2 separate regions of the Mus musculus genome follow, and region 1 is linked to region 2. Evidence: chromatin contacts called from public HiCAR-type data. All regions are on one chromosome and are shown on one strand. Each heading gives the region's core, a stretch centred on a gene start, on an enhancer-like site or on the middle of the called end of the contact. The rest is flanking DNA. Distances are from core to core; before and after follow the strand shown. Region 1 holds the start of Ankrd26 (ankyrin repeat domain 26). Region 2 holds the start of Zfand4 (zinc finger, AN1-type domain 4).

The links. HiCAR-type assays count read pairs that join an accessible place to other places.
Region 1: a HiCAR-type map of astrocytes shows a contact between it and region 2, with 3 times the contacts expected there. The contact joins the promoter of Ankrd26 here to the promoter of Zfand4 in region 2. A contact is called at or near these places in 2 of 39 promoter capture datasets (hippocampal neurons and liver), 1 of 115 datasets of contacts at active chromatin or transcription factors (astrocytes) and 1 of 9 other capture datasets (liver).

Annotation. Positions count from the first base shown.
Region 1 is chr6:118,559,476-118,566,689 of GRCm38.p6, forward strand. It overlaps Ankrd26 (ankyrin repeat domain 26), which reads right to left and starts at 2,796. Exons shown (of 34, transcript NM_001081112.2): 1 at 2,338-2,796. The coding sequence starts at 2,582.
Region 2 is chr6:116,259,877-116,266,612 of GRCm38.p6, forward strand. It overlaps Zfand4 (zinc finger, AN1-type domain 4), which reads left to right and starts at 4,343. Exons shown (of 10, transcript NM_001309446.1): 1 at 4,343-4,436. Washc2 (WASH complex subunit 2`) reads left to right here. Exons shown (of 31, transcript NM_026585.3): 30 at 615-792; 31 at 2,459-2,795. The coding sequence ends at 2,598.

The DNA.
Region 1 (7,214 bases), core at 1,546-4,045, 2.3 Mb after region 2:
TTCAAAACAAGTATTTTTCTGCAGACAACAGTACATTCTTGAAAATACAACCGTGTGTGTGTGTGTGTGTGTGTGTGTGTGTGTGTGTGTGTGTGTTTTGCAGCAGAGACTTTTGCTAAGCAAACAATTACTGAGTTACATTCCTAGCCCAGAGCAGCCAATTTGCAAAGAAGTGTATATATCCTTTGGATGTGGCTTGGACTTGGGTATAAACATGGCTTTAAGGTCTGCTGCTTACTAGTCATCACTTAGCCTTTCTCTGGACAAAGGCATTGGCCACAAAAGCCCAACAACCTCAATACACTCCCTAAATCCTATGTTAAAAGGAGAACTGACTCCTGAAAGTTATCTGGCTTCCACAAGCACAGCATGGCATACACACATCTTCACTAACACACACACACACACAGACACACTCTCATCTATCTATCTATCTATCTATCTATCTATCTATCTATCTATCTACCTACCTATCTATCATCTATCTCTCTTAAGAATATTAAAAAGAAAGAAAATAGAGCGACAGCCCTGGCCACAAGGCGAGCCTGCAGTTCTTGTGTATGTGTGCATGGGTGAGGGGCAGGTATGACAGGGGACAGATAAAGAGATGAGAACTGGGGATGGAAAGGACTAACAGTATACCAGCAAACCCCAGGCTATGAATACAAAAGAATAAACCATATTTGAACCAATGGGGTGGGTGGGGGAGATCCCCTGAATAACACTACTGTTTGTCTGAGTGAAACACATCTCACTAAAGCCACACAAACTAAAGGATGGAAGCAGACGTACTTCCCCTCCCACCCACGATACAAAGCAACATAAAAATCAGTGCATCTACTGGGAAGCCCTAAGCAACACCAGCTTCAGCAGGAACACTGCTCTCATCTATCTATCTATCTATCTATCTATCTATCTATCTATCTATCTATAACACACATATATACTAATATATATACATATGTGTGTATATATATTATATATATACATACATACTGTGAACACTTTGCAAGTATACAGTCCCTTTATCCTCAGATTTTGTTCAATGGGTCTTGAGAATGCTTCATTTTAAAAAGCTCAATGTTAGAAAGTATCCTGAGGATACACTACAAACCTGCATTCAATCACCAATACACGGATACATACACGGGTGTGTACACACACACTCACACACACTCACACACACAGTGGTTCTGCAGTCGTTCCTCATCTCTTTGTTTTGTTTTGGTACTTTTCTCACTGTGTTTTCTTTTAGTGTTTAACTTATATTCTATCAGGGATTTATTTTAGTGACATAGAAATGTTGCTAGTTTTCTCCAAACAAGTCAACAACCATTTCATTCCTAAGTGTTTGTTCCCTACTAACTGGGGTGTCACCAGAATCAACTTCTAAATTCTTTTTTGGTTTTTTTGTTTGTTTGTTTGGTTGGTTGGTTTTTTCGTTTTGTTTTGTTTTTTGAGACAGGATTTCTCTGTGTAGCCTTGGTTGTCACGGAGCTCACTCTGTAGACCAGGCTGGCCCCGAACTCAGAAATCCACCTGCCTCTGCCTCCCAAGTGCTGGGATTAAAGGCATGAGCCACCACTGCCCAGCAATATCTAAATTCTTACATATACTTGATTGGATATGTTCTGGGTTTTCTATTCCACCCTGCTCACTGCTGTGTCTCTTTGGCTGCTAGTAAACGACTGACTTGTGAAAACTAGTAGTTTTATCCTTTAGAAAGTTTTTTTTTTCTCGTCTCATCACAAAATCAAAAGCAACATAAGAAACTCAAAATTGTTAAAACGCTGACGGTCGGGTTTGGCTTACGTTAAATTGATCAGGATATTCAGAGTTCGAGTTCTGGGAATTACCAATCTTTGACTCGAGAATATGGAACTATTTTCCCACTTCAAAATGCAGTAAAAACAAACCAACCAACCAAAACCATTCACACAGGTGTACGGCAGTGATAAGATGGATCCTGTATGTTAGTGGAAGAATTTTTAACCTTGAACAGAAACATTTCTCCTATTATGTATTTCTACAACATAAAACTTTCTTATATGTATGCAGAAAGTTAAAATGTTAGTTAACTCGCTTTACATTGCCAGTGAAGGGAACTGTCAGTGGATCAGAAACCAGCTGAAGTGTTTTTTGTTGCTGTCCTTGCTGTTCATACAGGTCAGGGCTTAGACCCCACTAAGACTTAGGCATTCAAAGCCAGGTGGGAAGAGTCAAGCTTCCTTAATGAAAGATAGACTCTCTGTCTTCCAGCCCCAAAGCCAGACAAGGTAGGTGCACGCTCCCCCACCAGCTTCGTCCCGCCCCGCTAACTGGCGGGCCATTTATTACCTGTCCTTCTTGTCTCTATCGTTCACGCCACTTTTTCCAAGGATAAGGATATGCTGCACTTTGGCTACATCTCCCACGCTTGCAGCCTTGTGGATCTTGCCCATATCCTTGTCGTGAATATGGTACCTGGGCACGTGGGAGCCACTAGCACTCTCGCGTCCAAAGCCCACGCAGTTGCTGCGCGGGCGGGCAGAGGGGCCTAAGGGCGATGGGCCCTTACTCCTGAAGCCAAAAATCTTCTTCATGGCAGAGGGTACGCCCCTCACAGGCACCTTCTTCCCCGCGCAACGTTGGCTGACAACACAACGCAGCTAGGGCACTTATTGAAAAGCCGGCCTAGACGCACGGGATCCCACCGGGAAAGACGCTGCATGGCCCGGCAGGTTTTTAAAGCACAATAATCGCCAAGCCGAGCTGCAAACTAGCAACCCGCGCCTTCTTGCTGCCGCGCATGCTCACACAGGCCCAGCAGCGACCAGTGCCCAGCACGCGTGCGCACGGCCAGGCTCCGCCTTCTTTGCTGTTCAGGAGGTCAGGGCGCTGCAACCTAGCGGGTTCTCTAACCCGGGGTTTAAGGCGGAGGTGGGCAGTGTGTTGTTTCCAGAGGCCCGGGTTAGCCTCGGTTTGGGCGTGATCGCTGCAAGGCTTCAACAGGAATGGGGGTCGCTCAGCAGCGTGGAACCCAGACCCAGTACTCCAGGACTGCGGGCATTGAGGGCGCCTGGCAGATGGGCGCAGAACCTTCTGGAGTCCGGCCTCCCTGCTTAGCTTTGGCCTTGTGTTTCAGTGGCAGTTAAACCTGTTGGGGAGCAAACCTATTGGACTCTAGGTAGGCGATAATCAAAAAGTAAACTACAAACAGCATGGATGGAATCGTGGCGTGGAAGAGTAAGGGAAGAGATTTTGTTAAGCTAAGTAGTTTGGGAATTAGTGCAATAAATGATCGTGTTTCACAGCCTAAAGAGTCAGTATATGAGTTAGACAAGCTGATGGGAGGTAAGAAGAAAAGGTTGTCTGCATTTGGGATCTGAATGAAACGATATGATGTGTGTAAATTTTTGGTTTTGGACCTGGAAAAAGTAATACTTAGTAAGCAGTTTTCCAGTGTAAGTGTTCACCTTGACGTTTTAAATTGTTAATAAATTTTGTCAATCTAAAGCCACAACTCACCTCAAAGGGAATAAAATACCGTTCGTGCCTAATAGGACCTCCAGTGGCCGCAGGAACTACCTCAAATTCAGGCTACCTCAAATCCTGTTTCATGTTCCAATTTTAATAGAAACGACAACAAATCAACCCACTTTTCAGATACGTCGGTGGGTACGTCAGGTAAGTGGGTTTTGTGTTAACACCCCTCAGATGGCAGTTGATGAATTTCTTACCCCCTTTGGCTGATGGAAGCTAGGAGTCCCAGTGGACATTCCAAAGGCTTTACCTCCTGGACATAAAGAAGCTAGGTCCCACGCACAGGAGAACACGATGGCTCAATGTGATTTGCTTCTGGACTTGCAACGTTCAAAACTTGCTACGGCAGTAGTTCAGATCAGTCAGTTCCTATGGTACAGCTTCTTTTTTTTTTTAATTTTTAATTTTTTATTAGATATTTTCTTTACATTTCGAATGTTATCAGCTTTCCTATCCTACCCCCTCCCCCTGCTCCCCAACCCACAGGAATCCCACTTCTGCAGTGTGGATCTGTAATACATGCTGTACTCAATGGAATGATTCCACAGGTTTTTGATTTGACTATATCTTTTGTAATAAAAATTGAAATAAATTCTATTGCTAATTTTATCTTTGTGTGTGTGTGCGCGCATGTGTGTGCATGTGTGCCTCTGTGTGTGTGTGTGTAAAACAGAATCTCACTCTAGCCTATGCTACCCTTGAACCTTAATGATTCTCCTGCCTCCGCTTTGGAAAGCTGGTGTTTTGGGTGTAGACCACTGCCCCTGCTTTCTGTCTCTCTATCACACTGCTCTGGGCTTTGCTCTGGGTCCATTTAACTATTAGCTAGTTATTCTCTGCATTTTGACCAGCTGTAGATTGCTTTAGTAACCTCCACCTGTTGCAAAAAGAAGCTTCTTTGGCAAGGGGTGAGACTTACACTCATCTGTGGGTACAAGGACAAGTATTTAGAACACAAGTACAGGGGATTGGAGCTATGGCTCAGCCGATAGAGCACTGACTGTCCGGCACCCATGTGATGAAGACTAGCATTGGTCGGTTGTACAAGTTCCAGGGGACCTGATGCCCTCTTCTACCTTTCATTGGCTCTGCATATATGTGGCACATAGACAGGCATGCAAATGGGACATTCATACACATAACATAGAAACCTCAAATGTAAAATTATACTAAAGTTAGACATAATAGTGCCTTAGGAAACTGGCAGTAGTGGACCATAGGGTCCCCAACCCCAGCTGATACATTACAACAAATCCCCTATATACCCAAGCCCCAGAGACTCCATGGAAGGCTAGAGGGTAGAATGATTGTTAGAACAAGAGGACTCATTAGTGTCTTCTGGATATGAGAGGAGAGTACACCCATAAAACCTCATCAAGGCAGTTGAGACAAGAACTGCCTTTTGAAGCTCAGCATTATGCGTGTGTGTGTGTGTGTGTGTGTGTGTGTGTGTGTGTGTGTGTGTAAAACAAAGTAGACAAGATGAATTTGAAAGGGAGTGAGGAGGACATGGGAGTAATTGGAGGGAGGGGGGATGAGGTAGAAATGATGTAATACAGTTCTGTATGAAATTCCCAAAAGCTGATTTAAAATAATAGATGGCTTTACTGTTCATTAAATGTGCATTAAAGTACAATCATCACTTTCTTATTACATAGGGTCTCCTCCCCCAGAGACCATGGTCAGCTGTGTAACTGAGAATGACCTTGAATCTTCTCCCTCTCCCTCCCAGGGCTAGGATTATAGGCAGGCAGTGCCAAGCACAGTCCATGCTGTTGGTACCCAGTTGCATAGCACCCCAGGCAAGCACTCCACAGCTCAGCTACATCCACAGTCCCCAAAAGCACATTTTTTCCACACCATCAAGTCTTATTATCCACGAGCAGTATTCTCTCCATTGAGACCTCGCTTTGTGTTTTTATGCTTAGATTTCTTCTACAGGCTGTAGTTTTACCATTGTTTATGGAGCTCTTCATTTTTATTAAACTTAATTACTTTATGGACTCAGATCATGAGGCTTAGCAGCAAGAGCCATTACACACCGAGCCATCTCCCCAGCCCTTGATTGCCCTTTCTGGTAAATTTTCCTAATGTGAATAAAGCTATCAATTTTGCCAGTCTTATCTTGGATCTATATCCTGTTGTAAATTAAGAATTTTGGTGATAATTTTTATAGTAGTCTTGAGTTTTCTAAGTAAGCAGTTGTATAATTAAGAATAGTAGTTTTTAAAAAAATCTTCACCTATATACTATTTACTTAATGTCCTTTCTTAATAAACTTAAATACTATTTAAACAAATTAAAATATTTATTTATATTACTTAATTTTGTATATTGATTAGAATAGTTGTCAAGCTTTTCTTTCCTGATTTTAAATATCGTTTTTTGACATTTAAAAATGTTAACTATTTTTAGACATTACATTTGTTATATTTGTGTTTCTGCTGCTCTGATGAAACCCTATGACCAAATGTAACTTGGAAGGAAAGGGTTTATTTTTGCTTACAGATTGGTGTCCATTATCTAAGGAAGCCATAGTGGAAACTCAAAGTAGTAACCTTGAGCAGGAAGACCTGAGACAGAGGTCATGGAGGGGCGCTGCTTTCTGCTTGGTCCTCATGGCTTGCTCAGCCTGCTTGCTTGCTTGCTTGCTTTCTCTCTTTCTCTCTTTCTTTCTTTCTTTTTTCTTTTTTTTTCGAGACAGGGTTTCTCTGTATAGCCCTGGCTGTCTTGGAGCTCACTTTGTAGACCAGGCTAGCCTCGAACTCAGAAATCCGTCTGCCTCTGCCTCCCAAGTGCTGGGATTAAAGGCGTGCGCCACCACCACCCAGCTTAGCCTGCTTTCTTAAACACCCTAGGGGCATCTGCCCAGGGATGGCACCACTTGCCTTGGCTTGGGCTCTCCCACATCCACTAACAAGCAAGAAAATGTCCACATGGATATGCCCACAGTCCAGTCTGATGGGAGATAATTCCTCAATTAAGATTTCCTCTGCTTCTCTACTTCTAGGTTGGTGTCTCATTGGCAAAAACTATGACATTCAATCCCTTGTCAGCTTTGTCACAAACACATCACTTGAAGCAAATCCCTTTCATTTTCACTCCAATTTTTAAAAGTGCCATGGTTTTTAAAAATGTCAACACTTAAATGTCCAAGATCTCTATAAAACTCCAAAGCCTCTTAACTAATGCGCTCCTGTAAAAATGAAAGTACAGAGACAGACAGGTCGATCAATGGAATAGAATCGAAGATCCAGAAGTAAACCCACACACCTATGAACACTTGATCTTTAGCAAATAAGCCAAAAACATACAGTGGAAAAAAGAAAGCATCTTCAATAATTGCTGCTGGTCTTACTGACAGTCTGTATGTTGAAGAATGAAAATAGATCCATATTTACCAACTTACACAAAGCTCAAGTCCAGGTGGATCAAGGACCTCAACATAAAGCCAGATACACTGAATCTAATAGAAGAGAAAGTGAGAAAGAGCCTCAAACTCATTGGTACAGGGGGAAATTTCCTGAACAGAACACCAATGGCCTAGGCTCTAAGATCAACAATTGCTAAGTGGGACCTCATGAAACTGCAAAGCTTCTGTAAGGTAAAAGACACCGTCAATAGGACAAAAAGGCAGCCTCAGATTGGGAAAAGATCTTCACTAACCCTACATCTGACAGAGGGCTAATATC
Region 2 (6,736 bases), core at 3,093-5,592:
TAGCATTAGCATAGCATTAGCATAGCATTAGCATAGCATGTGTACATGATTTTCATTATTTTTTGTTTGCTGTTTTAAAGAGTTTGTAGAATGGTGCTGTGGTCAGCTTTGTTGGCATGTCATTCTGTGACATGTATGACCTCTCTCGGCACAGCTGTGTGTTTAAGCGCTGATGCTGGTTGGGACCCTGACTAGCCGAGTTTTGACAGTAAACTGTAGTAGTTGTTCAGCAGGTGTCTATGAGCACAGTGGTCGCCGTGCAGCAGGATAGCCAGGGCATGTGTTCTGTCCTGACATCTCAAGGCCCGAGATCCAAACTGAGCAGCAGGTGGTGAAGGTGATCTCAGATGGCATGAAATGTCACGACGAACATTATGTGGGGCAGAGTGGCTGGGTGCAGTGGGACGCTGCTCTCCAGGCCACCCTCAGGACCTCACTGCAGAGCTGCCATTTGCAGATGGCGAGGGTGAGTTTTGCAGAGACCTGGGGGAGTGTCTTGCAGTCCTCAGGGGAGACTGTGCTTGACAGTGCATTTCTATAAATTATTGAACTACTTTAGTTTTAAAAATGCGTTTATTTACAACAAAGAATAAACTGTTTTTGGACTTAACTAGGATGATATATTTGCTACGGAAGCAATTAAACCTTTTCCAAAAAAGAGAGAGAAGGGGAGGACTTTGGAGCCCAACTTATTTGATGATAATATTGATATCTTCGCTGACTTAACTGTAAAACCCAAAGAAAAGTCCAAAAAGAAAGTTGCAGCCAAGTCCATGTTTGATGATGACACAGGTGAGTGTTTATCTAGATCACGCCACTGCTTGGGGGCTGTTTGCTGTCAGTCATGTTGGTCCTTTCCTGCACTTTGTTCCCCAGTAGGTTCTCCTTGCTGTTAGTCTAAGCACATGATATGTAGGTGGACTAGTCATTTTCATGCGGCAGCCATAGGCTATGCTGAGTGAGTATCAAGGTTTAAGACGGTGCTCAGCACTTGACCTGAAGAAGAAATTAACTTCTGCTGTCATCTGACAACACCAATGACTTTCAAAGGAGAGTCTATCAGAAACTTCTTCCATGTGCTATCAGCAGGCCATGAAGCTGGTTGAGTCAGGATTCTAGCTGGACAATGAGGGACAGCAGCCAAGAGACTGGAGGGTCAGTAACAGAGAGCAGGGCTGTGCCGCGAAGTCACAAGTGAGACTCGGCAGCTCCCTGGGTTCCTCTGTGTTTCTGAACACGCTGTACCCACTCCTCAGCTAACAAGCAAGCCAGATGCTGATCTGAACACGCTGTACCCACTCCTCAGCTAACAAGCAAGCCAGATGCTGATAGCTATAAAGTTTGCCTCCTGATACATCCTGTGTTGGTCAACCCAGACTGAAGCCCAAAATACACACGTCCTCTCTTTGTCCCTCCAGGCCTGGGCTTTGAGTTGCAGAGCCACGCTGACTCTGTCTCCCTGGCAGACTTTGGGCTCCGTCCTCACATGTCTGTCTTTACAGCACAGAGTTACAAGAGACTTGGGCTGCTTATTTCCTTTGTTCATTTTCTGACACATGATCTTGCTGTGGCCCTGGCTGCCTGTGCTGTGCACTCCTGATCTTAGCTGGGGTTACAGGCATGACTTTCTTTCATTATTAAATTGTAATACATGCTTATGTGGCAGTCATACGATTTAGAACATTTTGTTAAGTGGAGGGATTAAAGCTTTAAAGCTAGCCAGTGTTAAGTTTGCTGTGCATCCTCTAAGACTGTGATTTACATAGGAATAGTAGTAAGCAAGTGCACCTTTTCTACTTCCAGTCAGTTTAAATGTGTTTGATTTCAGTGTTTTGAGTAATACTGCTTTGTGTTAGCCATTAGCACATTGACAATCTAGATCTCTAGTTTGATATAGATAATGCCATGGTCTTTCATTATGTCTTTACGTACACAGGATGAATTTGATGCAGTAGAACCCTGCTGATAAAATTACGTGGTAAGCAGCAGAGCATAGCTAAGCTGAGTCTGAAGCACTAATATGAGTGGAACCAGACTCCATTCTTACCACTGAGATGTGCGCTCTGAGCGCATCCTATATTGGATTTCTGTTTGTACATTCTTACTCTTCTTAAAATCCAGAGTGAAAAGAAGGCAGAAAGAGAGAAAGAGCAGTTCCAGGTGGTGAGGCCCTCGCTGAGGTGGAGAACCGCTCCACCCTCCTGTTTCTGACTTCAAGTGCAGACACACTTCTGTAGCTAGAAACTTATGTTCAGAAAGAACCCGATGTTCGTTCATATGTCCTTACAAAAGTTGGGTGCCACCAACTGAGCCAGGCCCAGAATCTAAGAGGTTTGACTTCGATGTTGGTGGTCTTAGTGTGTTATTAGAATTGGGCTTTACAGTTTGTGTGCATGTGTCTCAAGTTCCCATTTTCTTGTTTGCCTGTCTTAACATCTTTCTTTTTTTCTTTTTAAAGATGACATTTTCTCCTCTGGCCTCCAGGCTAAAGCATCCAAACCCAAAAGCCAATCTGCAGAGGCAGCATCTGAACAAAGATCTGAGCACAAAGTGGCCAGCATTTTTGATGACCCCCTGAATGCCTTCGGAAGCCAGTAGAGCATGCGCAGCATGCGGGGCCTTCACAGTTCACCCTCCCATTCTGTTTTTCACGTAGTGACGTGCTCTCCTAACGCTGTCTTCACGGGCTTACAAGCAGATACTCACTCACTTCCTTTACCCAATGTAGCTGATATTTTTCTGCATTGATTTTAATTATGCTTAAAATTACAAATAAAAAATAAACGCTTCACAGAGGTTTGTTCTTACTTAATAAGAGTGCATGGAAGCTCATGCTAACAGGAGACACTGCTTTGTGGCTTCATGTGTGGGCAGGGAGTGCAGATCGAGCAGTGGTCAGGCACCAGACCTGAAGGGTTTGCTCTGTCGGTGGGTCTGGGTGCTGTGATGGTCTAGCACGTGAAAGGTTATGCATTTATGGGTTCTAAGCCCATGAGAAGAGCTTTCTACTGAATTCCCAAAAAGTGGGTCTGCAATCTTGTAAGGGGAACTGTGGTCCTCTGTTGTCTTAATAATGTGCAGAAAGTTTTATTGGAACACAGCCTCCATCATGGCTACATTATCTGGCTACCCCAGTCAGAATTCAGAAGTGACAGGAAATGGGATTTTTTATCTGTAGGCAAAAATTTGCCTCTCATAGCTTTTGTTTCCTCCTTTGTAAATGGTTTCAGTACTAAAATTGCAAGATTGTTGTTGAGAATAGACCTTTTTGTCTGCCCTTTAAAATGGTAGGTTATGACTGGTGATGTATGGTTTGATGAGGTTATGAAATGTTAAGCTAAAAAAATAAAATTTAAGCGCATCCACTGGATGCTAGAGCACGTGAGTGCTGTGAGTGATCACGATGTCCTGCGCAGGCACTGTCCTCCTAGGCTCTGTTCATGTTACCATCATGGCTCTGGCCTCAATAGAGTTGGAAGTTATCAGCCCAGTCATGGGCTGAGTTTAAGAGCAAGAGGCTGACAAAAGGCCTCACCATACCATCTACCTCAGTCCCGAGGAGTTGAAACTGTGGAGACTAGTGGCTCAGGTCTCGGAGGATAATGAGAGGGTGGGAGAAGACTGATCAGGGCCAGGGTTCTTTTGCAAGTTGACTATGAGGGAGCGCTTTCATGGTCCTCTGCAGTCCTCCTGGTAAAACACTTGAGTTGAACCTCCTATGAAGGAACCGAAGCAGCAGGGGCCCAACCTAGTTGGAAGGCATGTGTAGTCAGAAAGCCAGTCAGTTTATATCCCACTTCAGCTCGGTGCACAGCAAAAGTAGGACGGGATCTGAGCTCAGGTTGAGACTGTTTGACCTATAATCTTCAAATAGTTGCTCAAATGCAAAAGGCATATAGAAATGTTCCCATTTTACAGATGACACAACTGAGTCAGAAATGTTAGGAGAACGTGGAGTACAAGAAAAGGGTGACTAGCATGGACATCCTTTTAAGTGTCCTAGGCCATGAGTAAATAACAAATGCCAAAGACCCTCCTATCCCCAAAGAACCTTAGAAGTGCCCCAGCCACTCTGGTGCCGGCTCTTCCCAGACGCTGTGCCCCGTCTCCAGTCTCCTACCCTGCCCTAGACGGGTCCTGCAACCAGTTATAAAGAGTCAACATACGGGCCAGTTCTAACCGACAACCCTTCCTGAAAGCCCGTGCGACCCCGGCGTCCGAGCAACCGCCAGCCGCGGAAGACTAGGCCCCGCCCCTCGCGAGCTGATTGGAGGGCGTCGGCAGCGCTGATCGGCGATTGGTGAGCGGTGTCACAAAGGGCGGGACCGGAGCTTCGCGGGCCAGCGTAGGCCGGCGTCTCGGGCGCGCGAACTCCTATCCGCCTGCGGGCAGGCGAGCGAGCGAGCGGGCGGACGCGACCACCGGAGGGCGAGCGGGTGAGGGGCGCGGCGGGGCGGGGCGCGGCGCGGCCCGGAGGGAGGGCGGGTGGTGGAAGGGCCTGCTGCGTCTTCGCTGCCCCGGTGCGCCCGCCTCAGCTGCAGCCTGGTCACACCCGTGCTTCTCTGCCTACGGACTCACGGACAAATTGGTCGTACCCGTGGCTCGGGGTGCTGCTGACCCGACTTTGGGTCTGAGTGTGGTCCCTGCTGGTTGTGGCCCCAGGGCAGCACCCCCGCACTTGTGCATCGCTCCTAGGCCAGAGTGTGGTTCTAATCTGTAGCTCGATTTTCACACATCTGTAAAAGGACAAGAGTCACCTTTTTAAAAGGCTGCAACATATTGTGGGTATATTTATGTTGGGGGGAAAAATTAAAAACTAACTCGTCGTGTGACTAAGTTCCTGTGGACGAGAAGGAAGCAAAGGCCAAGGTACTGAAATTACCCCTTGAGTGCAGTTATTGCCGCTTTTGTTGGTTGGTTTTAGACATTTCAAAAGATGAAAGAAATGTTGGAAATTCACTTTGATTTTTCTCTAACAGTTTTCAAGATAAATTAGCAATTTAATCATCGTTTTATTTACTTATATTATTAAACATCACTATACGTTTTTATTGTCAATTGGTTTTCCAGTGCTCATTCATGCATACCACGGGCCACTTTGAGGATGCTTGCAGGCCTCAATGGACCCAGTTTTAGTACGCTAGGTCATTGGCCCACTTGAGCTTCCACTAGGCCATGTAATATTCTGCTGTGGTTTAGCCGGCCAGCACAACCTTTTGTCTTGTTACATTAATTTCCTTTGCTGAGAAGTATGACACAGCCGGGCGTGGTGGCGCACACCTTTAATCCCAGCACTCGGGAGGCAGAGGCAGGCGGATTTCTGAGTTCGAGGCCAGCCTGGTCTACAAAGTGAGTTCCAGGACAGCCAGGGCTGGACAGCCAGGGCTATACAGAGAAACCCTGTCTCGAAAAAAACAAAAACAAAAACCCAACCAACCAACCAAACAAAAAAGTATGCAACACAATTGCTTTCAGATATGGTCACCACCCTCGGTTCTTTTTGTGTATTGGAAATTATGCCACTAACTGGGACCAAACTTCATTTGGGAGTTCTTGTACCACTGATGATGCACCTACTGCTGTGCTGATTTTCTTCTACTTATAGGCACGTTAGTCTCATTTCAGATCTGTGCATTGAAGGATTACATGTTGCCTATGCGTATTTCACTATAATGCTGTTTTTTTTTTCTTTTTCTTCTTATAATGCTGTTGTTTTGTTTTGTTTTTGTGAAATTGCAGATTGAGCCCAGGGCCTAATATGTGCTAGGAAATACCCTATCACCTGGCTTCACATTTACCATGAGTGATGTAAGAGTGAGTAGTGAAATACAAACAGTACCACTGTTGCGTAGTGTACTCTTGCAGCTCTGACCCACAGTACTGGGAGCACAGTCCTTGTGTTGCTGCTGTTGTTTGTTTCTCATTAGTTCATATGTTGTGCAACTCCACTCAGAACAACTGTGCTCTTAGCAACAATGTTTCTTCCTGTGATGCCGTTTTTTTTTTTTTAAAGGAGCGTTAGCTATCTGCATAATTCAAGCTTCCTAAGAATGTTTTATATTAGAACTATGAAAACTCCCCTCTACAGTAGAAGTATCTGTGTATACGTGTTCATCATGATTTATAAGAATTCTGGCGTAGTGAATCAGAATGTGACTCCAGAGGAAACCAGTATCCCTCCACAGTATAATCACTGTGCCATTTCTATGACTATATAGTTGACTGTTAATTTTCTCTAATCTAAGGATTAGTGGAGAAAGGGAGTTGTTTTGAATTGAATTTCATTGAACAACCTTTAATGCACGCTAATGTGTGCAGACGGCTGAAGTGAGTGATAGAGACATTGTCCCTCCCTTACAACGCTTGTAGTTTACCAGCACGGGTGACAGACACAGAAACAGTCCAGTTTTGATGGGTATCATGGGTGGAAAAGATAGTAAGCATGAAAGATGTTGTGGGATCCTTGGTATTGGAGCCGCGGCTCTGGGGAGAGGTGTCTGGTTACTAGGCAGGCTTTGCATTATAAGCAGGCATTCTCTTTGAAGTGTGCCCCTCTCCGCGGAGCTGAGCTTTGAAAGCCGATTGGTAGCTTCTCAGGAAGCCTGGGAGGAGTTGGCCTGAGTAGGACAAAGCGGGAGCTCTAAGACTATGAGTAAGCTATGAGTAGAGGTACAAGGAGCGCAGGCATTGCTGGGGGAGTGCGGGTAAGTGAGCATGGCTGGGAGATGAAATATGC